3 separate regions of the Mus musculus genome follow, and all the other regions are linked to region 3. Evidence: chromatin contacts called from public ChIA-PET data. All regions are on one chromosome and are shown on one strand. The core of a region is the stretch at or near the end of the contact, and the rest is flanking DNA. Distances in the headings are between cores, read along the strand shown. Region 1 has its middle 32 kb from the start of Gm33273. Region 2 has its middle 39 kb from the start of Fabp5. Region 3 overlaps Pag1 (phosphoprotein associated with glycosphingolipid microdomains 1).

Region 1 (4,557 bases), core at 1,304-3,803, 160 kb before region 3:
ACATGGAGTGGAAAAATACCCCGGCGCATGAGCAGATTATTTGTTTACTACTTAGAACACAGGATGTGGCGCCATCTTGTAATGGTGAATGTGAGGGCGGCTTCTCACACAGTGGATTTGATAAAGCTGGGAAACTGCCTATTGTCATTTAGGAACCAAAATGGTACATATATAAATATTCCAATAGTTCTTATTAGAACAGTACTTTAAAAAGAGAAATAGTTTCACACCTGGAAGAGGTCTTAGAAATAGTAGTTCATAGCTGAACTTGAAAATAAGAAATTCAAAGTTTGGACTATTATTCCTGAGAGAGGTTCCCTGGGGACTGTGAAGAATAAATAGGAAAGATTCATGTTCCTGACCACTCAGGGGAAAGTGTCACAGTAGTCAGGGTGCTATCTAGGTACCAGCAGGGGACCATGGTGGCTAGGAAGCCCAGAACCAGTTTTAACTTTATCACAATTTCATAGTCCCTTTTGCCTCTTAACATAAATCTACACAGAGTCTGAGATTGTCTGCAGATAGCTTGATAGCTTTGGATGGCTGGTTCAGGCTGGACAGTGAAATTAGAAGCTATTTAATCACGTACCAGTTCTGTAAATGATGGATCTTAAGTCACTTATCTGTGCCTCGGTTTCCAAGTCTTTAAAGTAAGAAGATTGTATATTAAATGGCTTACATATACATTCCTAAGCCAAATTCTGTTTTCCTGGTTAGCATGAATAACAAGTTTGAAAACAATTATGAAACTGGATTTTTTTTTCATGGAGAATATTCTATCAGTTTTAACTACTGGGTGTTGCAGATTCGTGCAAGCATTTGCATGGCCCCTGTCTTCAGCATGAGCAATGGTCTGCCTACCACTGTATATAATTGTTTTGTCCTTTCTTAAAAGACATCCATTCTCTTCCATTGCTTCTCTTCCCTCCTTCCCATTTACACCAACCTTCTATTCTGAGAGAGAGAGAATGAGAGAGAGAGAGAGAGAGAGAGAGAGAGAGAGAGAACAGAGACATAGAGACAGAGACACAGAGAGAGGCAGAGAGAGACACAGAGCAAGACAGAGAGAGACACACAGAGACACACAGAGAGAGACAGAGAGACAGAGAAACACAGAGAGACACACACAGAGTGAGACAGAGAGACAGAGAGAGAGACAGACAGACAGACATACAGAGTACCAAGAGTATCCTGGAGCTTCTTTCATTCAGTTTTCAAAAACACACAGAAGCAAACTTTGAGACCGTGTGTCTTGGTCACTATTCTAGTGATGTAAAGAGACACCATGATCATGGCAACTCTCAGAAAGAAAGGCATTTAATTGGGGCTTGTTTACAGTTTCAGGAGTTTGGTCCATTATCATGGTAGGGAGCATGGTGGCACACATGGAGCCATGGTGCTGGAGAGGCAGTTGAGAGCTCTCCAACTGGATCCACAGGCAGCCATTCTTTTTATTATTAATTTATGTATTTATTCACTTTTCATCCCAATTGCAGCCCCCTCCCTCCTCTCTTCTGAGTCTCATCCTCATACATTTCTCCCTCATTACCGCTCCCATTCTCCTCAGAGAAGGGGAAGCCCCACTTGGGTACCAGCCCACCCTGTGGCAACAAGTGAAAGCAAGTCCAAGCACATCAGATGACATCCTTACACAAACTACCAAGCCCACCTAGCTTATTTTATATTCCATCCTCACACACTTCCATTTCACAGAACAAATCACAACTTAATGAGAGACATATATATATATATGTATATATATATATATATGCTTTCTAATAAAACTATCACTCCCATAAAACAACAACTGAGAAACCATGCAGGATTTGCACACGCGTTTCCTCTCAACTTCTGCTCCTGCTCATCCAGGCTCAGATTAGCCTGAAGATAAATTTTTGATCAATTACAAGGGTGATGAAAGAAATTGGCCTGATTATAAGATCAGTGTAAAACTCAGCTAAGCAAGGGCACGCATAGTGTCGGAAGAAACTCAGGTCATCAAGGGTCACCTCCATGGTGGCAGGAGTCTGGGAGAGGTAGATCCAGTCAGTTCCAGAAAGGAATTAACCTGATCCCTAAGCAGCATGTGTGGTGACAAGTGCAGAGGTGAGGCTGAGGCCCAGGTGGCAGCTAGAAGCTTGGCACAAGGAGCTGCTCTCCCGGACTAAGCTTCTCACTTAATGAGCTGCTCTCCCGGACTAAGCTTCTCACTTAATAAGCTGCTCTCCCAGGCTAAGCTTCTCACTTAACTGAGTGAACTTACTAAAGCTTTTCCTGCTTTTCAGGTTTGAGTCCAGAGGTGCAAGGGGCAACAGAAAACAAAACGTGGCTTTCTGCACAAGCCCTTCTTTTCAGAAAATTAGTTCCTGACTTTTGAAATAGTCCCCTAAACTCCAAGTCCCCTAAACGCCAAGTCCCAAACATCACAGCACCTGGAGGAGCCAAGAGTACTCAAAAAGCCTTTCAGAAAATATGCACAGGAAATCAGTAGCAATCACACACAGGAAAGGCGCGGCTCCGTGTGAATTTGATGCTGATTTGATTTTTTTTTTTTTGCAACTCGACAGAAGCTAGCTTGATCTAGGAAGTGGGAACATCCGTTGAGAAAAGGCCTCCATAAGCTTGACTTGCAGACAAGTCTGCAGGGCCTTTAATCATTAATGATTTTTATGGAAGGATCCAACCCACTGTGGGTGGTGCCACCCTTGGGCAGATGGTCCTGGAGTGTATCAAAGAGCAGGCTGACAAACACTGTATGGAAGTCGGGGATTCTTATGGAAGAGTTGGGGGAAGGATTGAAGGCCCTGAATGGGATAGGAACTCTACAGGAAGACCAACAGAGTCAACTAATCTAGATCTTTGGAGCTCTCAGAGACTGAGCCACCAACCAAAGAATATACCCAGGCTGGAACGAGGTCCCTGGCACGTATGTAACAGACATGCAGTTCAGTGTCCATGTGGTGCCTCCAACAACTGGAGTGGAGGCTGTCCCTAAAGCTATAGCCTGACTGTGGAATCTGTTCCCCGACAGGGCTGCCTCGTTGGCCTCAGTGGGAGAGGATATATCTAATCTCGCAGAGACTTGATCCACCAGGGTGGTGGGATACCCAGGGTGGGGCCATCCTCTCCAGAGGAGAAGGGGAGGGTTTTGTGGGGAAGGACTCCGTGAGGGGGAAATCCTATGGAAGCAGAGTGTGGGATGTAAATAAGAAAGTAAATAAATAAATAAATTTAAACGAGTGCAAGCCGAGGGAAGCAAGCCAGTGAGAACCAGTGCCTCCACTTCAGCTCCTGCCTCAGCAACTGACTATAACAGAGACTGTGAGATAAAATGAACTGCTTTAACACAGCGACAGAAAGCAAACCAGAACACGGCTGGCTCGGTGGCTCGGTGGCTCGGTGGTTAAGAGCATGCACTACGCTTGCAGGGGACCCAAGACCAACTTCCAGCACCCATATTGGAAAGCTCACATACACTTGTAATACCAACTCCAGGGTATATGACATGCTCTTCTGGCCTCTACGACACCTGCGTTCATACGCACATACCAATACATATAATTTTAGGAAATGATTTTAAGAAAAGGAAATAAGTCTTAAGTATAAAATAAAATGTAGTTTACTGCTGAAGCCCCAGTGCCAGTACATACCATTCCTATCAACAGAAATCAATGCGACGATTGCAAAGTCAGCATCCTCACAGATGGACTAAGTTCATATTTTCTATACTTCCATTATCCTGAATCTGGACGTGACTGAAAATACATCCAAATTAATGTCCAACATGCTGCAGCTTACGATGTGGTTATAGACTCCTCAGGGAACAGAATTAAACCATCGAACCCATCTTCTGTGTCCAGGGTGAAAGGTTAATGGGCTGACTAAGATGCTAAACAAATTACAAAGCAATGTCCCTTGGAGGGAGAGATGAGGAAAAACATCAAATGCTTATTTGACATTTTCCCCTCAGTTCTGCAAATGTTGTAAATAGCAGTAAAATAATCGCAGAGAAGCCACCAAGGCTGAATGGCTATCTAATGAAGAGTCCCTGCCAGCTAATTCAGGTTTTTGCTTTGTTGCGTGGAATAGAGTGGGTCACCTAAAAATGTTATTTACATTTAGCAAATGACTGAGAAGAAACTCCAGAAAAGCTGGCTCTGCTCAGTCTCTCACACCAAGCAGACAAAAGAACCTGGGGATCCAACCACCGTTCACATTATCAGGACCCGCCTTTCTTCCATGTAATCAAGGACCAGGCATTGCAGTTAAAGACAATTACATTCTTCAAGAATATACAGGCTTGGGCTGGAGAGATGGCTCAGCGGTTAAGAGCACTGACTGTTCTTCCAAAGGTCCTGAGTTCAAAGCCCAGCAACCACATGGTGGCTCACAACCATGAGATCTGATACCCTCTTCTGGTGTGTCTGAAGACAGCTACAGTGTACTCATATATAATAATAAATAAATCTTTTTAAAAAAAGAACACACAGGCTCAACTGTGTCTGGTCTATACTAATTATACAGTTGAGACAGCCCGGTACATAGTTTTTTTTCTCA
Region 2 (4,659 bases), core at 99-2,598, 220 kb before region 3:
GAACAGCAGTATGGAAGTGTAAGCCAAATAAATCCTTTCCTACCCAACGTGTTTCTTAGTCATGATGTTTGTTCAGGAATAGAAACCCTGACTAAGACACCAAGTAACCTTGCTTTCTGTTGCTTCTGTTCTTGTGTTTGCCTCCTGCCATCTGATTATCTCAAGTGCTGCTGCCCTCAATATATCTGATTGGAGCCTGTCCTTCCTGTAATTCCAGTTGATTCAGGACTCCTCAGAGTCCAGCTTTCTCTGTGATCCTGTGATTCCAGAGCTTGTAAACCTGAGATTCTGGGTGTGTCAGAGTTCTTGGCAGTCAAGCTTCCTCTGAGACCCTCAGATCCTGGTGTGACCAAGCTCCTGGGATGCTGTGATCCTGGAATCCTAAGATCCTTGGCCTGTTACAGTACTTGGAAGTGGAGTCTCTTCTGGAGACTGTGGGGCTGTCTTGTGTGTTTGAAACCAAGGTGTACCAGCACTAAGCAGAAGGAACCTGAACTGCTGGTCAGGCAGGGCTCCTGTGTCCTTGCTCCTGCTATCACAGGCCCGTCACGGTCAGTGATTCTAAGATCCTGGATGTGCTAGAGCGCCTTCGGCGTGGAGAGTCCTCTGGGGAGCTCCGGACCATCCGTCCAGTTGGCACCCAAGGTCTCTTCAGCTTTTTACAAACAGGCCATATGGTGCCATGACTCAGATTTAGGAACTCTGCAGATTTGCATGCCACCCCAGCTACTACATGGAGATTCATGCTGGCTAGCTCAGAACAGGTCAGAGTTACTGTCAGCATGATCCCAGGGAAGAGTTCTTGAGCTCGGAGCTACCCCTCTGTTGTCTTTGAGAATGGGAGACAGTCAGTCTTTCACTGGCCCTCATTCTAGGACTTCTTCCCTTGGGTGAGATTCCCTCTCCTTTTGAGACAGTTTCTTTCTCTCTGCTGAGAAATTTCCAGGCTTGGGTAAACTGCTCTCTCTGGCTCAGGAGCACGGGCGCCAAGCATTAGCCCTCAGGCCCCCACGTGATGACCTGGCCGTCTGGCCTAGGCTGGAATCTCTCTTGGGTTGTTAATGCCCTCAGGACACTGGTAGGGGCAGTTAATAACCCTTTTCTCTCACTTGGGGTCAGTCTTAGTGGGATGTCTTGGTCTAAAGCAATATCTGCATGGCAACTAGACTGACACTTTCTCTCTAGGGACCCATAGTCTCTTTCCCCTACCCCTCCCTCATTTGCAGTCTGCTGCAGCCACTAGTTCAGCCAGTTCACCTAAAAAAATGGGTCTGGCCCCACCCCTTGCGTCCTGCCAGGGCCCCCATCTGTGAGACTTGCTTTCCCACTTGCGAGAGCACACTAGGGAGCCCCTCCCTCCCTCCCTCTTTCTCTTTCTCTCTCTCCCTTCCTGCCGGGGACTTATAAAATGATGTCTAGCTGCGCCACAAGAATAACGTGCAGGTCGCTGGAATACAGAACAGACTACTTTGGGGGCTTCTCGTCCCCCACCCACCACGGACTCCTTCTGCCGAAGCACTGGGCCACAACTTCTGGCTGCTAGTAGGAAGTCCCACCCCATACCCGGTCAAAGTAAACAGACTTCCTGCTGCCTCTGCCTAGAGCCACTGCTGCCTGACACACTGTTCCCACTGCTGCAGCAGCTTGCAACCACCACCCCGCCCGTTCAGCAGCAGGAGCGCACACGCCATTATCGTGGCTCCTAGCAATCTGTACTCAGGGCTACAGGCTATGTACCCGTTCCACTCCACCTGAGTGCACGCCTGGTACCTCAACTGCACACGTACATGCATGCACCAGCCACTCCCTCGCTCCGCAGACTAACCATTCCCACGGCTTGCCTGCCAGCTTTAAACTTTCATTCCTGTCCTGTCTTGATCGATGGTGTCTTTTACTACTGCCATTGAATGATAGTGTGCTCTATTCAGATATAACCAATCGATATAGCCCTCCATCTTATCAGAAGTCTGCTAATTATTAAGATTATTACAGACAGAATTCCCGACGCCTCTAACAGTTAACCCCACCAGGTCTCAGAAGATGAGGACACAACTACAAGATACTGCTGAGATTGTGATATGATAATAACTGAAAAATGCAGTGGACAAAAGTGGATGCTCTGAGTCAAATGACTTAGCTAAATCAAGGTAAACCATTTCTCATATCACACTTATCCATTCCACAGAGAAAAGGCCCTGTGTCTTCTGCTCTTGAAAGCCAGACTGACTGCCCATGTTGCCATGGAGACCGTGGAGAGCACGGGGACTCTTAGCTAGTGGACTCTGTCATTTTTTAAATAATATGACTGGTAGATTATTCTTTCTCACACTTCCGACTACACTGACAGCTAAGCTAACTGTAGCTTGACAGCTAGAAAAAGCTTCCCCAGATGTCATCTGTTATCTCCTTACCTAAACTCTGTTTCCATTCATTAAATGCTTCATGTTTCCTCTTCTTGCTATGCCACTGCCCTAATATTATTCAAGTTCTTATAAACTTGCCTAATTCTAACACAACATTCCACTATACTATCCAACTTTTTAATCACAGATTCTTGTTCCTTCTGACTCACAAAAGGCTCATCTTAAAGACTATTCATGGTGTTAACTCTTGTTGTTATCTCTTTTGTAAATTTATAAGCTGGAGGAAACCCACTCAGATCTACCTCTCATGGACCAGATAGACTCCACTCAGATAAGTCCATCTGCCCAAAGTTCCCTCTTACTACTTATTATTCCAGAGGGTGGGATTCCTCTGGGATTCAACTGTACATCTAAGAAAAAAAAATTTTACTTTCTCCCAAGCACACTTAATCTTATTCTCTACCTATAATAATGTGTTTCAACACCCTGTCAAGTCCAGGCGCTTACTACACCCAGGACAGCTCCACAGAGGCAGCCTCCAGATGCTCCATCTCCTGTCACAGACACAGACGCGTCTAATACACCCAGGACAGATCCACAGAAGCAGCCTCCAGGTGCTCCATCTCCTGTCACAGACACAGATGCGTCTAATACACCCAGGACAGCTCCACAGAGGCAGCCTCCAGGTGCTCCATCTCCTGTCACAGACACAGACGCTTCCACTACACCCAGGACAGCTCCACAGAAAGCCTCCAGATGCTCCATCTCCTGTCACAGAGACAGACGCTTCCACGACACCCAGGACAGCTCCACAGAAACCCTCCAGATGCTCCATCTCCTGTCACAGACACAGACGCGTCTACTACACCCAGGACAGCTCCACAGAAGCAGCCTCCAGATGCTCCATCTCCTGTCACAGACACAGACGCGTCTACTGCCTTTGTTCCTTCTGACCTATCCTCAGATGGCTCCACAGACTCTGGACAGCAGAAAACAGCCCACTCTCTCCTAAAACTGGACAAACATCCCCCATACCCTTTTTTCTAGGTTCCCTAGAGACACGTCGCCCCCAAAGCCAGCCGGAAGTAGTCAGATATCACAATGATCCTATTCCTGCTTCACCATCGCCTCTTTCTAATTTTTTCTTTCTTAATTAAACCAAAATGGAAGAATGTTAGCATTCTGTCTAACCTCCACCCCACAGTTACCTAGCAAGGTAAGTAGGTAGCCTGACCCACTATAAAAGGGGCTGCTTGCTCCCTCCTCCGTCTCTTGCTTCTCTCTTGCTCTTGTCCCCTCCTCCCTTCTTGCTCCCTGACCCCTCACCCCTTCCCCTTCCCTTCCCCTCCTCTCTCCATGTGGTCATGCCCAGCCTCCCTCCTCCTCCTCCTCCTCCTCCTCCTCCTCCTCCTCCTCCTCCTCTTCCTTTCTTGCTCCCTGTCCCCTCGCCCCTTCCCCTTCCCTTCCCCTCCTCTCTCCATGTGGTCATGCCCAGCCTCTCTCCTCCTCCTCCTCCTCCTTCTCCTCCTCCTCCTCCTCCTCCTCCTCCTCTTCTTCTTCTTCCTCTCTCTCTCTCTCTCTCTCTCTCTCTCTCTCTCTCTCTCTCTCCCCCTTTCTCTGCCTCTACTACCCTAACTCCCCTCCCCATTCCCTGAATAAACTCTGTTCTTTACTATACCATCATGTGGCTGGTCCCTCAGGGGGAAGGGCTGCCTTGGCATGGGCCTGCTGGGACATCCCATTCCCCCTTACCTCTCCACCCCTCCATATCTTTAACTTTTTATAAACACATCACTGTCTGCAGAAACTGAGGGCCCAGGTCTTTGGAGTCCTCCTCCGGTCCACTGCTCTGTATCCTGAAAGCTACCACTCAGGTCCCTAGACCTCCAGGCTTGCTGGAAAGGACTGTGGGTAGCTTGCTGACTGTGGATACACTCTTCTCTAACTTGGCTGTGTGGGACTCCTTTGCCATGTTGGCTTACCTGGAGGAGCTGCAGATGCTGCCCCAGTGCCCCTCACCCTGGCCACAGGTTCCTCTGCTGCAAGCTACTAGGACTACATTGCATCTCTGTGATGGCTCAGTGGATCCCAGCTCCAGTGTGGGAGGCTGCCTCTGTGGGACTCTGGGTGGCTGTGTTTGTGTCCAGGGAGCAGCCCTGACATCTTGGGGATGCTGTCTCAGGGGATGAGCCCCCTGGAATTGGTGCTGGAGATATTTGCTGTCCTCCTGAAGACTCTGGAGAGCCCGGAGTCCAGCGCCATCATCCTAAAGGCCTTCCAGGCCACACTCAGATGG
Region 3 (4,627 bases), core at 1,358-3,857:
TGTCCTCCCTAGGTTCTGGAAACTGTAGATGGTATGAGAATATGTACTTAAGAACTCCCTAAAATTCGTAACAGCATATCATTCTTGGAGAGATTTATTTTTAAGCCAGGTCCTTTATTGGGATTTCCAGAGGGAGGTACTTTGCTAGTGTTATCTTTATAATCTTTTTGATAATTAAAAAAAGAAAAAATCTGACATCCCTAAGGCATGTCCAGTCATGGCAGCCTCTGCACTGCCTCTTTCAGCCATCCTTTCTCGCCTCTTCCATTTCTTCATTTGCAGCAAGGAAAATAAACCATAGGAACCCTGCTCTTGATGGCCTGCCACTCTGCATACCTCACGGATCTCAGCTGTTGGAGTGCAGGAACAATGACCCCGACATCAGCTGATGGAGTGAGAGTAACTGCCAGGGACACGGAGCTGGTGGCTCAGGGCTGGGGGAGGGGAGAGAAACGTGGGAGAAGCTGGTGAGAGGTGAGACCCAGAACAGGAAGAGCTTAGTGAGGGAGATGCCAGCAGGCTACAAGGAGAGTCCTGGGACACAGGAGCAGGGCACTAGTGTCTCCACACTGCAGTCCTTGGCAGCCCGTTACTTTATCTGTAGCTGATGCTGTACTGCTGAGCCACTGAACACAGCTAGGGTTGATTGCTGAGAAGAACTGAATGTTCTAATTTAATGGACAGAAGTATCTATTCTGGGTGGGGGATCCCTGTTTTATTGTTAATTTGTTAAACCCATCACTAAATGCTAGTGAACTAATGAGAAGTATTATGCAATAGTTTATGACCTTTTTTTTTTAACCAAAAATCTATCAAATTGCTGACATTTATCATTTTGACAAATTGGGGATGTGTATAATTAACTGGATTAATGGCTGACTTAGTAGGCATATCTCAGGGGAGCTGACTATTAAATTGCTATCTTCTTGGCAAAAGGCTCTTGGGGTTTTATCCTAATCCTTAGTCAACACTAGGCCTCATCTGGGTGAAACACCATAAGGAAAGATGGCTACATAACAAATGGCAGACAGAGCAGGAATGGGGAGCACCCTGACCTTTAACTGAGTACCCCAAGGCAGAACTGTCACGGAAACTGTGTAAGCAGTATAATAATGCAAATGGCTCAGGAAAGAGAGCTGGGGCTTAGTCCAGGCCTACTGGAAGGAAACGCACACTTCGTTTCAGCTACAAGCTGATATGGCAGGATACTGGGACTGATTAAAATGCTGCTGTGACTGATAAAAAGCTTTCTGTATAAAGGATGGTATGCAAGACAACACAAGTCAGGGTCTGCACCACCTTTGGCCAGCCACATGCAGTGGAGAACTGCCTTTGAACTACCCAAGGGGGGGCCACAGGGGTGGGGGGCAGAAAACTCAACTGTCACCTCAGGAAGTCTCCTCTTGTCTTCCTAACTCACCACTTTTTCTCACATACATCCTCTTGCCTTCCCCGAAACTGGATCGGTTGTAACCAAAGCAAATGTGCCCCACTAACACCCACCTGTTCCCATCGACAGCGGAGGTTTGCTCAGTACTGGTGGAATTTGATTGTTCAATTGTAGTCTCCCAGGCTGAGATGCTACTGTCTGGGCCTGACCATTGGGATGACTTCCTGCAGAGCCAGGCAGATCTCACACCACAGGTGCCACTCCCACTGCTCTGAGTGGCTTTAGATGGAGCAAGCTTTCAGGTGAGTTTTAGGCATATCATAAGCTCTTTCTTATTTGGACCTTCCTGGGAGCATCACTCACCAATGTTCAGAACTTATTGCCAGTCCCGAGGAAACCTTCAGTAAAGCAGGTGCCTCGTGTTCCACTGGCTCAGTAGTCACAGACGCAGAAGGATGGATAGACAGCTCGTTTCAGGAGCCCCAAAGTCCCACAGGATAGAAGGAGATATTAAGTTGAAAGGTTTGGATTAGTTTAAGTCAGTCTTCGTTTGCAGTGTACACATGTACAGATAGTCACACAGAGAAAGGAGCCCCAAAGAACGACTAAGACCTCACGTGAGGATTCTGCTGAGGACAGATCATGACAATGTTCTGTCCTGAAGCCCAGTGTTCTAGTGATGTAGCTAGAGTTACACTGGGGTTTGCCACCTTTTTTTGAGAGTGATTTGGAAAATAGTAGAATATCTGCATCTTTTGGAATATTCTTTTTTCTTTAGTAAGAGCTTTACTGAGCTATCATTTGCTTGACATACAATCCATCCACTTAAATGATGCAGTTGGTGGGCTTACCATAGAGCGGGACACACATGCTTCATAGACCACTTCCATCACCCTTCACCACAGTTTCTACCTCCCATCTTCCCCAGCTCTCAGCAGTCACTCCTTCTCTATGCAGCCAGCTTTCTTTATTTGACCATTTGTGGACGTTTCTTGTGAATGGGATCCCCTAATATATAGAGTCACCGGCTTCTTTCCATTACCGTGTGTTCAAAGTACATCCATGTTGACCCTGTGTCAATGACATCCCACTCTGGGTGTGACTAATATACTCTGTATGCGTTTGACAGTTTAGTTTCTGTTCACCAGTTGATGGACGCCTAGGTTATTTCTGGGTTTTAGCTATTTAAATCATGGTTCTATGAACCTCTGTGCTTCTGGGGAGTTTCTGTGGTCGCTTCTCTTTGTATATATTTAGGAGTAGATAGTGACAGTTCTGTGGTTAGCACTTCCTGAGAACATCTAGACTATTTGCAAAGTGGATGGTCGTCTTGCACTCTTAGCAGAGGGTCTGCGCGTTTGGACTTCTTCCCTTCCCGCCAGCACACATTACTGTTTTAGCTGGAGGATATGAAGCAGCATCTCACGGTGGTTGACACTTGCACTTCTTTGATGATGGCATTGGCCACATGTGGACTTACTGGCTAGTTTATAAGTTCCTTTGGAGAGATGCCTATTCAGACTCTTTGCTCCTTTGGGGTTTGGATATCTTACTGTGTTTTAAGAGGTGTTTATATATTCAGGCTACAACTTCTTTATCAGGTGGTTTGCACCTATTTCTCTTCTTTGGGATGTCATCTTTAATATGTATAGTGTTCTCTAAAACTCACGTCTTTTTATGTTATATTTTATTGATTGTGTACTTGGCATCATATCAGTAGCTTCTTTGGCCAGATCTGAGCTCATGGAGACTTACCGTTTCCCTTTTTAGTAGTTTCTGTGGTTTCATCTCTTATGTTTCAACTTAACTTTAGTATGGTGTGAGTTCAGGGTTCACTCTCTCCTTTTGTATGTGACTACTACATATCCAGCCCTGTTTCCTAACGTGACTATTCTTTCTCCATTGAATTATATTCACACTTCTGTTAAAAGGCAATTGACAGTGTAAATAAAGGGATATAAACATATGGGTTTGCTAGCGTGGATAGTAAGTTTTGCCCGATTTAATCAGTATGTCTGTCTACATTTGCAATAGCAGCACTGTCTCAATCACCGCTGCCCCTGGACGACTCTTCCCTCCTGCCCAAGCTGTTCTGACAGGGCAGTTATACACTGCTCCTACTGCTCAGCTTTAAGTCGGGCTCTTTACTCATCAGGAGTAGAAGAAAATGGAGGTTGATTTTATTTGACTGTATGTGTGATACGAGGACTAAACTTAGACCCTGAGCATGTCATACATGTGTTCTACCACAAACTGTGGCCCCAGCCCTGAAATACTTTTTCTAATACGTAATGAGAGAATTTTACATTAAAACAAACAATGCAAAGCCATTGGCCTTGGGTGACTAAACCTAGCTCATCTTTCTGACTAATTCAAGAGTCTTCTGAACTTGGGCATTGACAGAGAAGCCAAGAGGTTTGTGATTAGAACTTCCATGTAAATAGAAGTGAATGTGAGAGCCTGGGAGGAGGCCTGACTTGAAAGGGAGTGAAAGCTGGAACAAAGGAAGTCACTTACCCAGGAAGCCTGGCCCTCCCACTTTGTGTGATTGACACAGAAGACCTGGAGTTGGGTTAGAGGAAGATAACCCATGACTGTGTGCCTCCTGATATTTTTAGATTTGTTTTTAAAATAAGAAAATAACAATGTAGCTGCATGGATTGCAAGCAAAGGCAGCCTTTCTCTCACGACAACTGGCAGGGAAAGAATAGTTGTATCTTAATATGATGTCATGTCTGATTCTGCACCAGAAGAAAGAAACACTCAGAAACTATGATATCCAAAGAGCAACCATAAATATGCATCTAGGTGGCCCATGTTCTGCTCACAATTGAACGTTAAAAAACAAAACATAATAGAATTTGTACCTCAGTCTGCTAAAATAATTGAGAAGTCCTGGTCTTAGTCAGCAGCTATAATTCACTATTCATATTCACTAGAATATGAATAAACTCATCGCTCACTCCATTCCTCTTCCCCCATCACCGCCTCCATCATGGTGTAAGTCCACCTGCCTCTGCCTCCCAGGTGCTGGGATTAAATGCCACCACCACCCGGAGAGGCAGGGTCTCACTAAGAGTGCTTGTTGCTCTTCTAGAGGACTGAGTCTGGTGCCTCAAACTTCCTGTAACTTCAGCTCCAGAGGCTCTGAGACGGCTCCCAGCCTCCACTGGCACCCACACAGATGACCTGTGGACGCACATGCACACACGCACTCACACACATATAAATCATTTT

Evidence for each region. ChIA-PET counts read pairs in DNA pulled down with a chosen protein or histone mark.
Region 1: an RNA polymerase II ChIA-PET map of effector CD8 T cells shows a contact between it and region 3, with 93 read pairs. The contact joins two enhancer-like sites. A contact is called at or near these places in 2 of 484 Hi-C or Micro-C datasets (bone marrow-derived macrophages and nephron progenitors) and 2 of 115 datasets of contacts at active chromatin or transcription factors (effector CD8 T cells and memory CD8 T cells).
Region 2: a contact with region 3 is called in an RNA polymerase II ChIA-PET map of effector CD8 T cells, with 7 read pairs. The contact joins two enhancer-like sites. A contact is called at or near these places in 3 of 115 datasets of contacts at active chromatin or transcription factors (bone marrow-derived macrophages, effector CD8 T cells and pancreatic cancer cells).

Annotation. Positions count from the first base shown.
Region 1 is chr3:9,914,892-9,919,448 of GRCm38.p6, reverse strand. No RefSeq gene overlaps it. Among named protein-coding and RNA genes, the nearest start is that of Gm33273, 32 kb to the right of the region's middle. Within about 2 kb of position 2,553, at least 11 of the 459 cell types and tissues checked have an H3K27ac peak or open chromatin away from gene starts, as enhancers often do. A contact at or near this core is called in effector CD8 T cells and memory CD8 T cells, where this site is marked.
Region 2 is chr3:9,971,495-9,976,153 of GRCm38.p6, reverse strand. It overlaps the pseudogene Gm17877. Among named protein-coding and RNA genes, the nearest start is that of Fabp5, 39 kb to the left of the region's middle. Within about 2 kb of position 1,348, at least 175 of the 459 cell types and tissues checked have an H3K27ac peak or open chromatin away from gene starts, as enhancers often do. A contact at or near this core is called in bone marrow-derived macrophages and effector CD8 T cells, where this site is marked.
Region 3 is chr3:9,753,156-9,757,782 of GRCm38.p6, reverse strand. All of the region lies in intron 2 of Pag1 (phosphoprotein associated with glycosphingolipid microdomains 1), which reads left to right. Among named protein-coding and RNA genes, the nearest start is that of Pag1, 78 kb to the left of the region's middle. Within about 2 kb of position 2,607, at least 74 of the 459 cell types and tissues checked have an H3K27ac peak or open chromatin away from gene starts, as enhancers often do. A contact at or near this core is called in bone marrow-derived macrophages, effector CD8 T cells and memory CD8 T cells, where this site is marked.